Linked DNA regions of Danio rerio: region 1 is linked to region 2. Evidence: chromatin contacts called from public Hi-C data. All regions are on one chromosome and are shown on one strand. The core of a region is the stretch at or near the end of the contact, and the rest is flanking DNA. Distances in the headings are between cores, read along the strand shown. Region 1 holds the start of lsm5 (LSM5 homolog, U6 small nuclear RNA and mRNA degradation associated). Region 2 holds the start of ccser2b (coiled-coil serine-rich protein 2b).

Evidence for each region. Hi-C and Micro-C count contacts between places; a contact is called where the count stands out from the background.
Region 1: a contact with region 2 is called in a Hi-C map of an unstated tissue, with 2.5 times the contacts expected there. The contact joins the promoter of lsm5 here to the promoter of ccser2b in region 2.

What each region holds. Positions count from the first base shown.
Region 1 is chr12:13,907,625-13,914,693 of GRCz12tu, reverse strand. lsm5 (LSM5 homolog, U6 small nuclear RNA and mRNA degradation associated) reads left to right here and starts at 5,147. Exons shown (of 5, transcript NM_001100438.2): 1 at 5,147-5,274; 2 at 6,037-6,132. The coding sequence starts at 5,229.
Region 2 is chr12:13,648,119-13,655,781 of GRCz12tu, reverse strand. It overlaps ccser2b (coiled-coil serine-rich protein 2b), which reads left to right and starts at 2,134. Exons shown (of 10, transcript XM_021480271.3): 1 at 2,134-2,401.

The DNA of each region.
Region 1 (7,069 bases), core at 3,898-6,397, 260 kb before region 2:
CTTTAAAATCAATTGGATCAAAAATTGTCTTCATAACAATAATTCCTTATGGTTCTCTATCCCAAATCTTATCTTTGAAAAATGTGGTGGCCTACACTTTTTGCTAACTTGTGATTTTAAGTGTTCTAAAATTCCTATTAAGATGTCAAATTTTCATAAACAAGCCTTGAATACATGGAAACTGATTTATAAGCATAACTTTTCCCCCCACTCATGTATTATCTGGAACAATCAGTATATTTTATTTAAAAACAAGTCCATATTTTGGAATGATTATGTTAAAAAAGGAGTAATTTTTGTTACAGACTTATTAAATCGTGTAGGGGATTTATATGATTACAATGAATTTATTAATAATTTTGGTTTAAAAATTACTTTGATTGAATACAAAAAATTTGTTCATTGTATTTCCCCAAAATTACTTCACCTTATTAAAACCGCAAAAATATATAACCATGTATCTGGCTCTCACCCAGAGCTTACTATTAAGGGCCTTTCTATCAAAGATAAAAAATGTAATAACAATTATATCAGGAATATCCTAACTGCAGATAAAAGTGTTCCTCCAATTGCAATGGTTAAATGGAAACAAGCATTCCCTTCATTCTTCTTTTCCCCAAAAATCTGGTCAGATATTACAAAATACATAATTCCTAATAAAGTAAAAGAAACAAATTTTAAAATATTACATAGATATTATCCATGCAATGATTTTATAAGTAAGTTTAAGGAAGGTTTTTCACCATTGTGTTGTTTTTGTAAAAAGGAACCGGAAACAATTCTTCATTTATTTTTCAGTTGCAGTTACACAAAACAGTTTTGGTCCCAAGTTTCCTTACTACTTTTTGAAGTGTTTTATAAATTAATCAGTATAACTGAGCAAATGGTTTTTTTTACGGATTGCAACTCTGGATTACTGGAAATGGACAAAATAGCAAAAATTCTTATTTTATTTGGAAAGTATCACATCCACAAAACAAAATGTATGCTGACTGTACCAAATTGTAAACTATTTTTCATTGATCTAAAACTTTTTTATGATTCCCTCACTGCTATACAAAGTAATACCAAAGCTATTAAGACATCTCAACTACTGGAAAAAATACTTAATGTACACGATTAATTTTTGTTGTTAATTCCATTGTATACTGTTTTATGTACAACTCTGTACATCCCTGTTTGTTCAATAAAAAAAAAAAAAAAAAAAAAAAAAAAAAGTTCCTACCATGATCAAAACATTTTGCATATCTAACTTCCCTGCTGTTATCTTATATATTTCTTAATGACCCAGTCTGAATTCTTTTTTTACAGTACTTACATTGGTTTATGCTGTAACGTTACAGTGGATGTGGAAATTTTCTGCTTGCTTCATCTTCACAATAACCTTTAAACCCATTACACTGCTAGTGATGTCATTCTTCTCATTAGTCCTATAAATCACAAAATCATTTATTTATTCATATTACCCTTGTTCACCTTTTTCTTTAATTACATTTCTTTAGTAATGCTGATCCAACCCAGGCAACCAGTTAATCGGAAGAATGTCAGAAAATGTTTTAAATGTAGTATCTCTTGGTCCAGTCATTCATGATGAGCAATGACTTTTTTTTTATTTTATTTTTTTTTTACATTTTTATTCCCTATTACACTATGTGTATTTGTACAGCAAACGCTCACATTTGTTACCACATAGCCTACACATTTAAGCTGATACACAAATTAAATATTATTTTATGTAAGAGAAATACACCATGTTTTGACACCGATAAGAGGACTAAGGATGTTTTAATTCATTGACGAAAATCATAGACACTAGAGAAACTCATACATACATCATGTTCATTACACAATGACAACATATGACTCGTTCTAAAATTCTGGGTATACAATATTCATAATTTTTCCTTCAACTTTCTTTAAATTTTTCCTCTTAAAAGAGTCATACAGTCAATTACGCATAGGCCGGTGAGTTTCAGACGGTATGATAATCTTGAATAAAAAACACAGTATCACGGTATTGTGATTACTGCTCTAAAATAAGTTCCAGGTGTCATTTTGCTAAAAATGTCCTGAAGAGACATCATTTAATTAAAATATGCTCTAGGTAAAAAAATAAATAAATAAACTTTTTCCCCATTTATATATGTATTTATTTATTTTTATTTATTTATTTATTTTTTATAAATATATTTTAGACATTGTATTTTATTTTAGAAAATATTTTATTTTAAATTGCATTGAAAATACTGGTGTAAAAATAAGTTCCATATTGTAAATACATGTTGTGGAAAATATAATTTAATGCAGCGCTTCTTGTTTGGTCTGATACATCAGTAATATTTTGTAACAGTAATCATGTCAGGCTAAATAATTAAAATAAATCATTGACTTATGCTGTCTTCATTAGTTTGGAAACACAGATTTCTTTACAACATGTTAAAAAAATACACAAAAAAACCTTACATACACCGTAGGAATGGGAAAAGAGAAAATATTAATGGTTTTAAAACCTTTACTTTTCAAACTACAGTAAACCTTGAAATCGTATAGTGCCTACAGTTGACTTAAAGTTACTTTTATTCAACCAACATGTTTTTAATTTTGACATGACACAGGTTTCTCTCAAAGGAAAAGATTTTTTTTAAAAGAAATCAGATCTTAAGTTTGCGATTTTGTATGACATGACAATTAACCGGAAGCCATGGGGCTGGCTGACTGAAATTAAAGGTCTGTGTGCATATAACCCATTGTCTGGAAGCCAGACTTGGTGTGTCACGACTGCAGAGGAAATGAAAAACCCATGAAGCATTATGCTTTAGGTGCATTAATAGTAAATGGTTAGCATTAGTATAATTTGTAAAACAATAATTTGGTTAATAAAATATAGGGTATGTAATGTATAGGTTAAATTCAGTTCTTTTGTAACACACAGGAAAAAAAATAATTAGTTCAAATAATTAAATCTCAATTGTTTCCTAGATTAAATTGGCATTTCCTGTATTATGAAGGCTTTAGATACAAACAGGAAGAAAGAAATGACTTTGTGTATTAAACATATTTTTTATTCATTCATTCATTTTCTTTTTGGCTTAGTTCCTTTATTAATCTGGGTCACCACTGCGGAATGAACCACCAACCTATTCAGCATTTATGCAGCAAATGCTCTTCCAGCTGCAGCCCATCACTGGGAAACATCCACACTCATTCACACACATAGACCTACACTACGGACAATTTAGCTTACCCAATTTACCTAGCCCTATACAACATGTTTTTGGACTTCCACACAGAAATGCCAACTGACCCAGCCGGGGCTGTGAACCAGTAACCATCTGGCTTTGAGGTGATTGTGCTACCCACCGCTCCACCATGCAGCTAAATTTTTTATGTATTTCAAATGTGGGTCAAGAAACCATGTAGCCCATATATCAATATTTAACATCTGGGCCAAATAGCCTTCTACATTTGACATCTGGACCATGTCATGCGTGCCACCTTAAAGGCAGTGCTACCTGGCAAACCTGACCCCTGTTTGGCTTACATGCTGTATGCCAGTGCTGAATAAATGAATGCTATGACGAGAGGGTCTGGGTGCAGACCTGGTGCAGTGCAATCTGAGTTGCATACAATACTTTTTAATAGCCCCATCTAACCCCACCCCTAACCCTACCCATCACAGTGACGTCACTTGCTCCATTTGAGTGCATTGTGTCTGACACTGTATCGCTGATTGATGCAATCTTAGCTTGCATCATAAAGGCTGCATATTGGCTATGCCAGCTTTATACCAAATCTGGGCCAGAATTCCTTGTTACCTGGGTATTGATGTTTCAAGTCTGAATACAACCTTAGGCCTATAATGATTTTTTTTTACTCTGGAAGTGGAACAGTTACAGTATTGTCAAGTTTTACAAAAAATGGAAACCTATTGTGGAAGTGTACTGTGTTCTGTGTTTTGGTTTCCGATTTGGTCCGTCATTCCATCAGAGAGGAGATACTGGGAGATGGAAAAATTAATCAAGCTATAATCAAGCTATAAAACTCCAAATTACCGTGACAAATTACTGTGACATACAGTTTGGTAGCCTATATGATGCAACATTTTGACTGACTGACATGCCCTTTAAAAGAAAAAACTTGGGTAACACTGCTCTAATGTTACAGCCACAGGCTGTACAAAAAGCCAAGCCCCTCTCATGCTATCGATGTAAACAAAGTAGTAATCTGTTCAGATTCATCTTCAGCCTTAGTTAGTATAGCAAACTCAAAATCAGATAGAGAGGATTTAATAACAGAAATCTATTTATCTTTATATAGATTAAAGGAAATAGGAGTAGTCGTTTATTTCTGCTGGGTTCCATCACATATTGGGGTATCTGGTAATGAAGTTGCTGACAAATTAGCAAAGGAAGCACTAAATAAGCAAGAGGAAGTAAATGTACCTCTGGGGAAAAGAGAGGCAAAATCGATTTTAAAGGAAAAACTAATAAATAAATGGCAAATTAGATGGGATAATAGTAATACTGGAAGATGGCACTATAGTATTATACAGACAGTAGGGACAACACTAAATCAAGGAAGAAATAGGAAGGAAGAGGTGTGGTTATCAAGATTAAGATTGGGACACACAGGGTTAAATGCAACACTTGCGTTAATGGGTTTACATGAGGATGGGAAATGTGATGTATGTGGTGTAACTGAAAATGTGGATTATGCACTATTTATATGTAGCAAATATAATAAACATCGCAATATGTTATTCAGTCAGTGTGGGGAAGATAAAACAATATATAAAATTATTCTAGGAAAAGGTATAATAGATTGGCAAGTATATAGAGCGTTTATTAGGTATATAGAGTATTCGGATTTAGGTTATTATAGTCTTATATTTATGGATGAGAGTATTCTCAATCATTGTCATAAAGGCCCTTTATGTTAGAGGAGCTGAACACGCAGTGCTGACATGAGTATGTGGTCTAGATGCAAAGATTGGACAATATGAAACATCCAAGGTGTTTTTTTCCCCCCTTTCCCTCCCTCCTCGTTTCTTTTTGTTGCCCTTTCATCGGAGTAAGATTCGGTACAGTAGGTGGCGATAATGCTTTTAATTGTTAGTCGCCATAAAACAGAAAGAAGAAGAAGAAGAAGATGCTATCGATGTGTGCTGATATCGATTATCCATGCTTGTAATTGGCTTCCGGTCCCGATTATTCAGGTCTGTTATCAAAATGGCGGCAATCACAGCAACGAATCCTTCGCAGCTTTTACCACTCGGTTTGTTTCACTTTCTTTAAAATTGCTTATCATTTACTGACATAACTTTTGTGTTTTTGTACGGGGCAGAGATGCCAATCAGTCACGTTCGTAACTCACTTTGCTTTTTTATCTAATTGAATACACCTGTGCACAAAAGATGTGGCCCTAATCATGTCAATGTGTTTTTATTTTAACTTAAATATTTAATTTCACAAATTTATACATCAATGTGTGATTGATTATATATAAACGGAAGCCAGTTCATTTAGTTAGTGTGGGCGAAAAAAATAAATCACTAATATGTTTCCCTCTGTTGGAGTTTAAAATATTGTAATTATGACTTGGGAACACATTTATCATTAACAATTTCCATTAAGATGTATTTATAAGTAAGATACTCTGAAAATAAAATTTTATGTATGAGTTACGACATTAGAGATACCGTGTCAAATGATTAAAAGCCACTCCACTCTTTACTCGCAGGATTTTTTTGTTGTTGAGTCAAATAAGCCTAAAATTAGTACTTTAAAGAATGAATTTGGTATTAACATATTACTCAATCCCACACCTAGTGTTAAAGCCAAAGAAATTTTAAATTTTATTAAACGTGGTTCGTTAAAAACTTACCTTGGCTGTATAGTTGTTGAAGTAACGTTTAACATAAATTGAATTTCTTTACAAGGTTTTACAGTTGTATATCACACTGACCACTCAAAATGTTTCCTTTAACAGCCAATGATGTGACTGTGTTTATGATGGGGATTGTGTGCTGTCTTTCAGAGCTGGTGGATAAGTGCATTGGCTCTCGGATTCACATCGTTATGAAGAACGATAAAGAGATTGTGGGAACTCTGCTTGGGTTTGACGACTTTGTCAGTATCCTTTACCTACTGGCGGTAAAAAAATAAACAAAACACTGTCAAATATTTGTGATGTTTACAATTTAGTTTTGGATTCAACTTTTTTTTTTTTTTTTTTTTTATAAATACTGCTAGCTAAAGATATAGTTACACATAAGATTTCCCTTTATTTCCCTTAGTCCGTTTATTAATCTGGGGTCGCCACAGCGGAATGACTCGCCAACTTATTTAGCATATGTTTTACGCAGCGGTTGCTCTTCCAGGGTGGAAAATGGCATAACGGCAGCAATGGTTACTGAACAACAACGTTGTGGAATCAGTCTGCCTAAAGAATGTTCATTAGCCTGTGCTTTAGTTTTAGCATTTTAATATAAGAAAATGTCCAACAAAAGAACTCTATCATATTTACAGACTCCAAATCATGCCTCCAAGTGATGGAATCTTCAGAAAATGATCATCCTTTGATTAATGATATTATAACTAAAGTTCACCATTTACAAAACCATTTTTTTTCATATTTTTTTTTTTTTTTTTTTGCTGGGTTCCGGGACATGTTGGGCTTTCAGGAAACGAGCGAGCTTGATCCAGCAGCTAAGGATGCTTTGAAATAAGTTGTGAACGAATGCCAAATTCCTCTTTTAGAGATGAAATCTTTTATCAACGTTTACTTTTTAAATAAGTGGCAAGAGGAGTAGGATGCATTGAGAAATAATAAACTGTATGAAATACAACCTGAAATCTCAAACTGAATTTTTAGTCATTTTAAGACTAAATTTGATTTAGTGATTTTTACTAGATGTTGTATTGGACATGCAAGAATGATCCATGCTTTTTTTTTTTGCTCAAATGTGAAGACCCTGCTCAATATTTGCACATCACACTTTCTTTTACAGTAAAACAGATTTTACTGGATTGTCCTGCTTTTAACAATTCCAGAAGGCTTTTTTTTTTTT
Region 2 (7,663 bases), core at 885-3,384:
TGAGCAGAGCAAAGACAGTTGACGTTCCGCCACAAGATGGCGACAGAGACTGCATAATAAGCCCTTAGAAGAGAAAAACTCAGCATAATTTCAAACTACAGCTGATCAAATCATTATATGGTAAAACAAGCAAGTGACTTTCTATGTCGATCTCTCTCTTTTGTATGTTGTAGTGCTGTATTTATACTATAGTCTGGTAGTGTTTCTGGTGTGTTTCTTGTAGTGTTTGCTTTACTTTGGCCTTTTGGGGGTTAATTATTTTGATATTCCGACTGCAACAGAAAAATACTGGGAATGTCTCATGCCGTTCAGCCTCAATCTTAAAATGTGAGCAAAATCAACTGTTTTATTATAACTTTAGACATTATGCTATAGAATCATTCAAATACTAGGTCTACTGTTCTGATGTCAGCTGTAGATGTGTAGATGTAAAGGAATGGCAGAAGAAAGTAGTTCATCTTACAAAATAATTTTTAGACTCTCCTTGTTTGATTTTCACTTTTATATGATTATGCCGTCGAACTGTTGTATAAACGCAATGTCATTACTTGTATAAAATGGTGCAATTGATATTATTATTATTATTATAAAAGTCTTGTATGTGGCGAGGCAGTGGCGCAGTGGGTAGTGCTGTTGCCTCACAGCAAGAAGGTGGCTGGGTCGCTTGTTCGAACCTCGGCTCAGTTGGCGTTTCTGTGTGGAGTTTGCATGTTCTCTTGCCTTCGCGTGTGTTTCCTCCAGGTGGTCCGGTTTCACCCACAGTCCAAAGACATGCAGTACAGGTGAATTGGGTAGGCTAAATTGTCTGTAGTGTGTGTGTGAATGTTTGTGTGGATGTTTCCCAGAGATGGGTTGCGGCTGGAAGGGCATCCGCTATGTAAAAACTTGCTGGATAAGTTGGTGGTTCATTCCGCTGTGGCCACCCAGGATTAATATATATATATATATATATATATATATATATATATATATATATATATATATATATATATATATATATATATATATATATGTGTGTGTGTGTGTGTGTGTGTATATATGTATGTAAACTAATATTCTTCAATTAAAGGCTTTCTTTTAATTAATAACATTTATTAGTTCGATTGTTTATGAAATTATGATGTTGAAGCTCGTTCGCAGGTGTATTTTCACCACTCCTTCATTTGCCTGATTCAGATTTGTTAACCAAATTTAGATTTCACTGAACAATGATGCAAAATCGCATTGAATTGTTTTCTGTTTATGTGGCTACACAACAGTTTTTAGGACTTTTAAGATTATTTTGTAAACATTTAACATTTTAAAAGTGAGCAACACATTTATTTTGCCAAAATATTATTTTTCCGTTTTGGTGACCAATCTTATTTAATGGAGGACAAGCAAATGTTTATTTAGTTGCCGTGTTTTTATTTTAGTGGGGCAGAAGGAAACTTAGATGGAGATGCCAGGACTTTTGTGGGGCCACATGTTGGCTGTGCGAGTCGACTACAACTGAATCAATAGAGCTCTCGAATCGGAGTCGATCCAACATCGGAATCGATTCTTGTTGTAGACACTTAACAGAAAGCAGTCTTCCACCCACTATTTTGGCAGTGATCGGAACGCAGTTTCTTGCTTTTGTCCTATTCAGCATTATGCAGGTTATTTAAAAAAAAAAGTTTATGTAGTTTTTTATGAAGCCACATAGGCGATAGGCCTAACTAACACTCGTTTAAAGAAACTTCAAATCACTGTATCACCCGACAATTAAAATAAAATTGATTGATTAATTAATTACAGAATGTATTTCTTTATTTAAATTCTGAATGATAATAATCGACAAAGGCTGCTCTTGATTTTATTGCTTTAAAATTAGGCATGGGTAACATCAACTTAATGTGTTTTGTTTAACTTGGTGTCTAAGTCAGCCTACTATTTTGGTCTATTATATTGCTTGTTTTAATAAAGGGATTAAGCAAAAATATCAGGGTTGAAAATGAGCTGTGTAATAATGACTGCAGTTGGGTTGTTCTTCACCTTGCTTTAGTTTAGCCATGTGAATGAAGGGTGTCGGTGGGAGTCGACTCTGAAAACCGGGAATCAAACTCCCAGGTCCGCGCCGCTTTAGCAACTCCCATTTCCGGGTAGACCCGCAGTATGAGGAATGCTGACGTCAGTGTCAGCTGTTTTACACAACATTATCTCATGCCGGTAGGACGTACCTTCACAACAACATAGAATGTGATGAAAAGAGGCAAGTTGTCCTCCTGTGCGTCGAAAACTGCATATCAACTAAGCATTAGATCGGGAGCAAGGGTTAGCACAACGCAGCCAAGGCTCTTCACTCCAGTGGTGGATTTTCCACGCCCAGCTGTAATCGCCTTCTCTCGGATGAAATCGTACAGCCAGCCGTTCAGATAAGGTGTGTGTGGTTTCATTCTCGCCGCGCGCAGTTTTCTCTTGTTCTTGTTATCAGTGTTGAAATGTGTTTAAACTGTTTGCTTGGGATTTGCTCATGTGAGTTGATGAGGTTTGACTTTGTTTACATTCTCAGGTCTTTCTACAGATAGCCTAACAGTGGCAAATGTTTCTCACCTAACGTTACATAGATTCGGAAAAACTTAAACCGCATAGACGCATTTCACGTAATCTTCACTGTAATTTTCTTATTAACTGTTTTTTTTTCAATGTCTATAAATCTTTATTAAAAATCACATTTTAAGATAGTATAAATATGTCTTTACATAGAAATTTAAATAAGGACATGCTGAACATATCCATTTAAATGTATCAATACAGTCTATGTTAGTAATTTACATGTTCTTTTAGCAGTTGAGCAATTCCAGCGTTATGGATGTGACATTTGCAGTAAAAACTCAAAACATAAATGCACATAGAAAGAAAGTATATGTTAACATTATATTAAATCATCTGTTTACCTTTTCCAGAACAACTAACCACAGAGTTGTAGGACTAGAAAAAAATATGATCTGTAAACATGTTTTGTACTTTGATAAGGAAAATAAACATGCTTTATGGATGTGACCAAAAAAGTATGCAAGTTCACAGTATACAACATGCTATGGAAAATTCTGTGAATTAAAACACACAACCCAAAAGAAATAATCATAATCAAAAAGATAAAATATTGATCTCTATAGGACAAAAATAATCGACTTTATTTTATTTAATATTTTTGCAATTATGAGGAAAAAGTGTTGTTATGGATGTGACATCTCTCTGTTATGGATGGGACTGATGTGAAATTGACACTTGTTTGACTTTGGTAAATAAAATATTATAGTTTGAAAACATTGACAGATAATTTTTTGAGTATTTGTAAAGTACTGTAAAATACTTGCTTGAACAAAATGCTTAGAAAAGCTTTCTGTATTTTGGCAGAAACTTGGAATGGAAATGCTCAGTTACACTGTAATTTTTAATAAGACCCCCATAAACAAATTTAACACAAACCACATTAGAATTTAACAGGAATTGAAAAATAAAAAGAATTCTATTGTTTAAATTAAACACAAAATGCTTTATTGATATAGCAGATGATTTAAATGGTAAGTTAACAAAGAAAAAAAAAAAAAGGAAAATTAGTCCATGATTTACTCACTAATATAGCTGGATCAGTCTGTTTGAGTGCGTCTCAATCATCTCCCTTAACCACAAGGTTTTGAATTAGTGTACACAAATCAGACACTGGTAAGGACAGTTAGGACCTTGGTTCACTAAATATTGGGACACTGAGCGTGACATGAGAATGTCCTCATTTTCCAACATCAAAACTAGAATTTTTAGAATACACTACCTGTCAAAAGTTTGGGGTCAGTTTTAAATTTTATTTTTATTGATTTTATTTAATAATTTAAATAAAATACTCTGTTTATCAAGGTGACATTTATTAAATGTATAAATAAATCATTAAATAGTTATTTAATAAATATTTATTTATTACTTGTTGTATGTAGTTACAAATAAAAAAAATTGCACCGGTAGTGTATATAGATTTTTTTAAAGTACACTCTAAAAAAATAACTATGATGGCATATGTTTGGCATTAGGGCTGTACAATATTGGAATAAAAATCACAATGCAATATTTTGCTTTTTTGTAATATATATTGTGATATGAAATAAATTTTATTAGATGGATTGAATATCTAAATTTATTATTTTAAATGGTAGGGGTGGAGAGCATCTGCATAAATTATTCTAAACTAGTTATAATTTCATTTAAAATTAAATCCCATTTTTTAAAGAAAAAAAAGCATACAAATTAGAAAAAAAGTGCTTTATCTGCTACATTTCCTGGTAAGTCTTGTTGACAGTCTAAATGTTAATTAAATGTTATTATTTGCCTAAATGCTTTAAACTTACTTGAAATATTTAACTGAAAGAAAAAAAAAAGATAAACTTTAAACCCAAAATGGTTAACAATAACCCATACTTGACACTGAAGATTCTGCGATGTGACTATGCACATTGTGATATTAATGCTTAAACGATATTTTGTGCAGCCATATATGGCAGTTCAACTGTTTGTCTTGGTGTATTAATCATAATTTTGGAGACTATACTGTTTTGGTTGGACACTCACAGACACTTATTTGATCCAAAGTACAGCAAAAAAGTGCTAGCAATTCCGGAGTTATGGATGTGACATTTGCAGTAAAATCTCAAAACATAAATTCACAGAGAAATTATATGTTATCATTTTATTGAAACATCTGTTTATATTTTCCAAAACAACTAACCATAGAGTTATGGGAGCAGAAAAAATATCAATCTCTAAACATTTTTTATTTTTAAAAGAGGAAAACAAACATGCCTTGTGGATGTGATCAAAAAAGTATGCAAATTTACAGTATACAAAATACGTTATAGAAATTCTGTGAATTAAACTGCACAACCCGAAAGAAACAATGCTAATCAAAAAGATAAGAGCTAGCTCACTATAAAACAAAAAATATTGATTTTCTTTGACATTTTTTGCTTTTATGAGGAAAAAGCTCCGTTATGGATGTGACAGATGTAAACTTGACACTTGTCATATAATAATTTGAAAGCATTAACCAAGACTATTTTTAAAGCACTGTAAAATACTTGCTTACACAAAAATGCTTAAATAGTTTCGATATTTTGATAAAAAGTTTTTTTCATGGCAAGATTGACATTTGCATGGAATTGCTTGTACACTTTTACAAAATGTTTATTTATTTTTTATAACAACCTGTAGTATTTTCCTGTGATTACCACTACTAATATTACTACAATAATAATAATAATAATAATAATAAGAAAACGAATTAGGGATTCTCTGATCGATCGGCCAGAGATTGGTATCGGTTGATAATCATGTTTGAGGACTGACTCTCATATACTATAACAAGTGTTTGTTTATGGGGTTACAATCTAGGTTATACATCCACAGCGCTACAACACATGAGCAATGTTTCCAAATTCCATTGTTAGTAATTTTTAAAAGCATTTTTAAAATGTTTTATCAGTTATTTATTTGTAAAGCTTCTTCTGACCATTACATGTATTCAACGTCCTTAATTTATTCGCTTAGGTTTGGCGAGATCTCATACATACAGTAGAGGGAAAATGTGCTTATGCAATATCAAAGTTATTAAGCTTGAAGCATTAGAATTGGTACTTGTTATCGACTGATTAAAATTACAAGGAATCGGTACTCAGTATTACTCAGTCTGAGTATTAATCGGTACTCAGTAGCTTGCAAAAATATTGATTGAAGCATCCCTAATAATAATAAACATTTCTTGAACAGCAAATCAGCATATTATAAAGTTTTCCAAAGGATTATGTAACTGGAGTAATGATTATTAAAATCCAGCTTTAAAATCCCAGGAATAAATTACACTTTACAGTACATTCATATTGAAAATAGTTATTTTAAATGAAAATGTTTCACAATGTTAGTGTTTTTGTTGTACTTAGGATAAAAAAATGCAGGCCTAGTGAGCAAAAGAGACTTAAAAAAATCTACTCTTATAGACATACAACATTTTTTGCAGTATTGCTTCCTAATAAACTTTTATCATTTGCATTTTAATATGCAATTCTCTCCTAATAAAGAGTGTAGTTTATTTAACACATCTTTCGAAACAAGGATGATTTTTCTATAACATTGTCAATAATAATAATAATAATAATTGATAATGTCAGCTGAAACAACACAAAACAATTGATGTAATTTCAGTATGCCGGCAATGTGGCCTTCTTGTTTGTGTGATAAGAACATTTCAAGCAGACGATCAAGCATTTTCCCAGCGTTTTAATAATCTGAAGGTCAGAAACAAGTAATGATGGACTTTTTGCAATTTGACACTCCTCACTATAAAACAACTGATGTGATGAGAACCATGAGGCCAGTAATGATCTCTCATAATCATTAATGATCTATGAGTTATTGCAACACACAGGTTGCTTATAGATGTCTTTTAGTCTAGTCTCTGATGTAAATAATGACCATGCTGACTAACTCTTTGATATGGCTTAAATGATAAGAAGACGGTTAGGAATGTTTTTTGTTTAAAGTGTTAATTAATTACTTATATCAGCTACTAGTTAGTAGGCTTCTACAGGTTGGCTTGCTGTTCTACATAACATTCTGATTAATTTGCTCGATATAATTACTATGTGTTCCGTGTGAACTCTTCTCTCTGTCGTTCTTGGCTTTCTCCGATATCTGATCTCCATAGATAATTCATGGTTTGACCTCTCTGGCAGGGTTTGTGACGCTTGGGTGTGGTTTGTGCATTAGTCTGGGCAAGCCAGAGGGAATCTGCATGGTGAAGAACGTCCTTGTGATTTTTTTTTTTAATGCCCTACTGTTTTGGCAGCCTATTAGCTTGATCATAAAACCAGTGGACTGTGCATAACTAGCAGTTTTCATACTGTAAGTAGTTTGATGAGAGATACTCGTATGAAAGGTATTTAGCATGCTAATAGCTAATGAATCTGCTAGCACATAAATTCATAGAATATCTCCTGATTTCAGTGAAATAACAGTATTATGTGTAGTGAAATGAATGTGTTTCAATCATATTTCTATAAGTACATTGCTATATCTGCTCAGCTGATTGGAAAGATATCTCAACGTACACTTACTGGCCACTTTATTAGGTACACTTTGCTATTATAATATTGGACCTTGTGCCTTCATATACCTGACCTATATAATGCAACAAAGATTCAACAAGGTGCTGGAAACGTTTCTTTTGAGATTTTAGTCTATATCGACTTGATTACATCTAGAATTTGCTGCATTTGTTGGTTGCATATACATGGTGTGAATTTCCCATTTCTCAACATCCCAAAGTTGCTCTATATTGCAAATTTTCCCACACATAGACTTTACTTGGGTGGGCTGCCCAGGTATATTAATGGATGCCCAAATGTATTTAGTAAAACATTCTTTTTTTACTATTGTTAACATCCTTTTACAATTTTTTTTAGTATCTGCCCAATATAGCCAAAAATCCATGATCGATTAAAAAATCTTCTCTCGTTTACCCTGTTTGTTCTGTGTGCGTGATGTCAGCACTCTCACCAGGCCCGTATTAAGTATTTGGAGGCCCCTGGGCACAATGTCTTGTAGCCCCCCTAACTGGCCGCACTTCTATAGTTGAATTAAAAAAAGATTGATATCA